2 separate regions of the Gossypium hirsutum genome follow, and region 1 is linked to region 2. A link is a contact called in public Hi-C data. All regions are on one chromosome and are shown on one strand. Each heading gives the region's core, a stretch centred on a gene start, on an enhancer-like site or on the middle of the called end of the contact. The rest is flanking DNA. Distances are from core to core; before and after follow the strand shown.

Evidence for each region. Hi-C and Micro-C count contacts between places; a contact is called where the count stands out from the background.
Region 1: a contact with region 2 is called in a Hi-C map of leaf, with 4 times the contacts expected there. The contact joins two enhancer-like sites. A contact is called at or near these places in 6 of 34 Hi-C or Micro-C datasets (anther, hypocotyl, leaf and 1 more).

What each region holds. Positions count from the first base shown.
Region 1 is chrD08:45,921,473-45,924,478 of Gossypium_hirsutum_v2.1, forward strand. It overlaps LOC107915213 (cullin-1), which reads right to left. Exons shown (of 19, transcript XM_041098196.1): 7 at 1,090-1,179; 8 at 899-979; 9 at 735-794; 10 at 405-431; 11 at 234-321; 12 at 1-150. Among protein-coding and RNA genes, the nearest start is that of LOC107910210, 3.7 kb to the right of the region's middle. Within about 2 kb of position 1,714, at least 3 of the 9 cell types and tissues checked have an H3K27ac peak or open chromatin away from gene starts, as enhancers often do. A contact at or near this core is called in hypocotyl and leaf, where this site is marked.
Region 2 is chrD08:45,717,746-45,720,463 of Gossypium_hirsutum_v2.1, forward strand. LOC121220114 (protein TRANSPORT INHIBITOR RESPONSE 1) reads left to right here. Exons shown (of 3, transcript XM_041099302.1): 3 at 1-746. The coding sequence ends at 398. It overlaps LOC121220115 (zinc finger protein CONSTANS-LIKE 13), which reads right to left. Exons shown (of 4, transcript XM_041099304.1): 3 at 2,695-2,718; 4 at 2,124-2,425. The coding sequence ends at 2,335. Among protein-coding and RNA genes, the nearest start is that of LOC121220114, 4.0 kb to the left of the region's middle. Within about 2 kb of position 1,251, at least 6 of the 9 cell types and tissues checked have an H3K27ac peak or open chromatin away from gene starts, as enhancers often do. A contact at or near this core is called in hypocotyl and leaf, where this site is marked.

The sequences.
Region 1 (3,006 bases), core at 464-2,963, 200 kb after region 2:
TCTCAAGTGTTTCTTCAATGACTTCATCACTTAATTTCTCACTCCCACCCTTCCTGAGGATATGATCAGCGAAAGATGCCAAAATCTCTGCACTTGGGCTGCCATTAACAGTTTTGTTGCAAAATACCTCAAAAGCCTCTTTTAAGGCCTATTGAACATTTCGACAAAGCTTGTGTCAGATGAAATGATTGAACACGATCCATATTAAAAAATTTAGGTATTCCAACAAATCTTTTGGAACAAATTATGATTTTGAAAGCAGCTGTTCAGATATGTCATATAGTTATCATGCAGCTCAAGTATATTCTTTACAAGGACCTGATGATGATGACAACAATATTAATTTTCAACATCTGAAGTGAATGCATGAGTATCCATAGCTTAAAAGTTGGAAATTTTTCCTGTTCGTGCCCACCAGGAGTATTTGAGGCCTGTGAAAATGATTGACTATCAGCATTTAGAAATGGGCACGTTGAGTAGTCAAAACAATAAATTATGTATCATCCATTTTTCACTCAGGTGCATAAACAAAATAATAGATAAAAAAAAAAGAGCCAGATTTATGCGTAAACATTACTCTTGCTGTTTTGCACTCATTATGTTAGTACAAAAGAATAGATTTGATACCCTCACAAGAATACAAATCTTCAGTAATCCTTAGTACAAAACGACATCAGTAACTGTATCCAGCAATTATACTTGTAACTATAAGAGAAGGGCAACAACAAATTAACCTGGTAACTTGTAGCCTCTTCTGCCTGTTGAACAAAGGCTGTACCCTCAATAGTAACATGCTGCAAAAGAAGAAAAAAAAAACTCAGAAAGAGTCAGTAAAGCTGTAAAGTAACATGAAAAGACGGTCATTTAGCTTGCAGAACAAGTAAACAGAAATTCATACCTGCTTGAATACATTAGCAACAAGATCCAGGCCTTGAGATATTTTATTATAAACCCTGTACGTCCTAGAAAGATCATCCACCTACAGAGCATAAAGTAAGCCAAATAATTTCCTGGTCTACACAGTTACCGAAATAAACAGCGAGAAGAGTAAACATTTCTTGCAAAGAGACGAGGTTGAGCAAAATTTACCTTGTCATCTCTAAACAAAACCTTGATCCCTGAATCCTCCTTTTCAAGTAGTTGGTTAACGTATACGACCAACAACTCATGTTGCACTTTCTACACAAAGAATAAACAGCTATAATTAGAATGCTCTCGGAATTATAGAGCTGTATGCATAGAAACTGTACGTTAACTTGCCTCACATTATTGCGCCTATAGACAATTCACATAATTTCTATTCTACTATCTTACTGACAACTTTCACACATCAAACAAAATTCGTGTATTTCACCTCTTACATGATAACTGCAAAATATAGTTATTTTAAGATGTTTTTACTTTCTAATTCATTCAAGTTCGGGGTGTTTAATAACAAATTCTACAGTAATTGTTTAAATTTCTATTTATTGTTAAATTTATTTGAAATAATTCATTTTTGTTAATTTATATGCTAAAATTAATTTTCAGCCCTAAAAGTGCCTAATAAACTCAGAAGAGGAAAGGGATTGAAATGCACACTTTGATGCCTAACGCTGCAACGTCTCTGTAGCAAAGGACCTACACGATGTGGGCTGATATATTATTATCCTTGGATGCCCCAATTATAATAATTGGACTTCAGAATTCCTCTTGACCCAGCTCTTAAGTGGGTCAACAAAACTGGATAGCCCAACAAAATTGAAAGAGCCCAAATCGTCCACTAGGAAGGAATGAGCCCAAACTGTCCATGAAAACTTTCAACCACCAATCAACCATGAGGGAATCAAGCAACTCTTCCCTTGAATCAAGCACAAATCAATCACATCCTTCCCAAAATAGCGTGACCGTCCACCCACCTTCCTTAATTCAAGGGTAGGCCACCTCTAGAGAGAAAATCAAGGGATTTGGGGCTAAAAATAGCAAGGGGATGTTGGAGCGTTTCTAGTATAAATAAGGAGTCTTTCATCAATCACTCAATCATCCACCATTCATCATTTTTTCTCCTATTTTTCACTCCGCTTAAGTAGTGTGAGTGTTCGATCGAATCGAATGAAAAAAATTTAAATTAATTGAGTTGACGAATATTATTTTATCATCTTAACTCGATTTGAATTTTTTTTTAATAAATTTGAGTGAGATGAAATTTAAATCAAATCGAATCGAATATATTTGTTTGAGTTAAATTAAAAAATAACTTTGGGTCCTTGTATCTAGTGTCATCCACCATAATTAAATTTGCCTACCGTAATCAAATTTATTATTAACTTTAACCCCCTCATAATTTTTTATTAATCTTTAATATACGGGTTAGCTTTTTTGCTTACTTAGTTGCTTCAATTATCTTTTGATTTTTGTCACCATGTATTTTAAAATTAAAAAATATATTAAAATAAAAAATGTGTTTTTTTAATAAAATTTATTTAAAGATAAAATGTGAAATTGATACCAACAAAAAAATTTAACTGAATATTTTATGTCATCATCAATAATTCAATTTTTCAAAAATTGATAAAGATTTAGCATGATTAAATAATTCAATAATATAAATAGTAAAAAAATGTGAAATTTAATTCAATAATATAAGTAGTAGACATAAATTCAAAAAAAAAAGGAGTTTAGGAGGAAGTAAAAGTTTTGGAGGAAAGCAAAAGGAAAAAAGTTTTGGGAGGTTAGGGGAAGTAAAAGTTTTACGGGTTTAGAGGAAGTAAAATTTTTGAGACGAAAGTAAAAGTATTGGAAAAGGTAAAAGGAAAATGGTTTTTGGTGTTTGAGGATGTAAAATTTTTGGGGAAAGTAAAAAGGTTTGACTTTTGAGAGGGGGTTTGAGGGAGAAAGGAAGTAAAATGTTTGATATTTAGTTTATTCGAATTATTCGAATTTAAAAATTCAACTCAAAATTTGAAAAATAAATTCGAGTTTATTTGATTAATTCGATTCGAATGATTCAAAATTCAAACTTTTTTT
Region 2 (2,718 bases), core at 1-2,500:
ATGCGAAAAAGCTAGAGATGCTGTCTGTGGCTTTTGCAGGAGAAAGCGATTTGGCACTTCATCATGTGCTTTCTGGGTGTGAAAGTCTCCGGAAACTGGAGATTATGAACTGCCCCTTCGGGGACAAGGCTCTATTAGCGAACGCTGCAAAGCTGGAGACAATGCGATCCCTTTGGATGTCTTCTTGCTCTGTGAGTCTCGGAGCATGTAAGATGCTAGGTCAAAAGATGCCCAGGTTGAATATCGAAGTTATGGACGAGAAGGGACCTCCAGATTCAAGAGCAGAAAGTGACCCGGTCGATAAGCTCTACATATATAGATCTGTTGCCGGGCCGAGGTTCGATATGCCTCCATTTGTTTGGACGATGGACGAAGATTTTGCATCAGAGCTCTCTTGAGAATTAGGCAACATGTTAGAAAAAACTCTTTTAATCTCAAGAATCAATGTATCAGGTACATGCTCCTTTATGTTACTCACTATTCCCTTGGCTTAATCTAATTGCAGACCTTATTGAAGGGTGTAAAATGGTTTTGAGCTCCATCGCCGTTCGTTTTAGTAGTGGCTGGCGGAGCCATCGGAAACACAAGGATCGATAAAGAGATGGAAACTCCAGTTGTGGATTAATCAAGAGTTTTTATTTTATTTTATTTGTTTCCCCATAGTTACCATGCATAATGTTGGATGTTTACGTCATTTGTATTATCCTTTTGGGGTAGTAAATCTTAATTATTATCTTTTCTCTCAATGCTCAAATTATGTTTTGGTCCCTCGACTAACCTCATTGAATCTGTATCAAAGCTTTAAGTTCTTAAATATTTTCAACCCTTAAAAAATGATGCATTCATTAACCTTCAATATTTTTGTTTGAATTTCATTGCTATTTTCATTTAAAATTTAATTATTGTCTGAAATTTTTTATTTTGGTGATATTAAAATAGTTATATGCATTTTAATAATATTCGAATTAAATAATATTATTTCTTATTAAACATATGGCGATGTAGTATATGCATATTGGATAAATATTATATCGAAATCATCAAATTATTTGATTGAATTAGAGACAAATGAAAATACAGCAAAAGCAAAAAGATTTAGAAGGATTAATTTTATAAAAATAAATACATATTAGAGGGGCTTGATGTAGAATTGGGCCAATTAGAGGAAGAGATGATGACGATGGGGGCACACACACGTTGGGGCGTAATTTATGAAGGGATAGGGGGATCATGCTTCATCATTAATATTCTCTCTGTTACTTATGATTGTTGCCGCTGACTGCTGATTTCACCTCTTCTCATCACCATCACCATTATTACTAAGCAGAGGGTCAAATTCTTTGAGGTTACAGTGCCTCCAGGATATGGGCGTCAGTGCTTATAATGATGGGCTCACAGTTCTGTTAAAAGTGAACCCCTCATTATTAAAATAATGTTGGTGGTGTCATTACAGACTTATATATTTCTGCAAAATTAATCACATACTACTGCTATTGCTGATAACAATAAGAATGATGCTTTTATCATCACTTTTTGTTGCCTGCCCCCTTTTTATTGGTTTCTATCTTAAAAATTATTATTACGTTTTGAGTAGGGACGTGTCATATCCAAATAAATTCCTATTCTTTGTTTTTATCTTATTTATTAGTATTTCCAAAAAAAATATACGTAAGAACAAAGTATAATAAAATATAATAGTTTAAAGGTTTAAACTGCTGATGGTGGACAATACTGAATTTGAGTAGAGTACAGAAATACCGAATGAATCTCAAGGTACCTAGAACTAACGCCTTCGGTGTCTCCAACCTATAGCAACTACTACTGTCGGATTGATGAGATTATACCATGCAACTATTGGATGTTTGTAGGAGATTTAATTGGAGGTATTAATTTCTTCCTATTCTCTTCCAATTCTTTACATATCAACTATTGTGGTATATTGACATAAAATCTTAGTTGAAATCAAATCTCGAGTTCGATCCGTGATACCCTCATCCAAAAAGAGAAAAAACTAGTTTCCCAGATTTTATGTCTAAACCCTCCAAAAATTGTAATTTGAATTACTTTTTTTTTTCCTGCACAATCTATCAGCTTACAAAGTCGAACAAGGGCACACAGCGATATACAATGATATATTTTTCGAATTTTCAGCTTTCAAGTATTTATATATAAAGTTCTACAAATCAAAATAACATGTACAAAAGCTAAACTCTACAAGTAAAAAACCAACCTGGTATATATACCCTAAAGCTTTGGCTTAAGGAAGAACAACTACAGAAGGGAAAAACATTTTCTAGTAACAAAAAAGCCAACCCAAGTTTACCACAAAGGTTTTCAACGCTTTACCTTTGCGAAACGGCCTTTAATTCTTGTCCTGCTTTCAGCTCGAGCTTTTCTTGATTCATACCTTACGTGCTTATCATATCTGTAATGTTTTCACATAAACAGTGTTTTTCTCAACCAAAAACATTCATCATATGTAAGGTTTTTATGTGTATGTAACATTTCTTTATGAAATAAAATAAAAATGTATGTGTTGGGTTATGTTTTCTAGACTCTGGATATGAGTATGCATGACAAAAAGTATATTCAATACCTATGTCAGGTACTCACACCCAATTTCGAGTAACGCAGCTACTTACTAATAAAGGTTAATGATATCAGTGGTAAGGAACAAAGTGAAGCAAAAAATACCTCCTTGTTTTCTTTTTCTCCTTG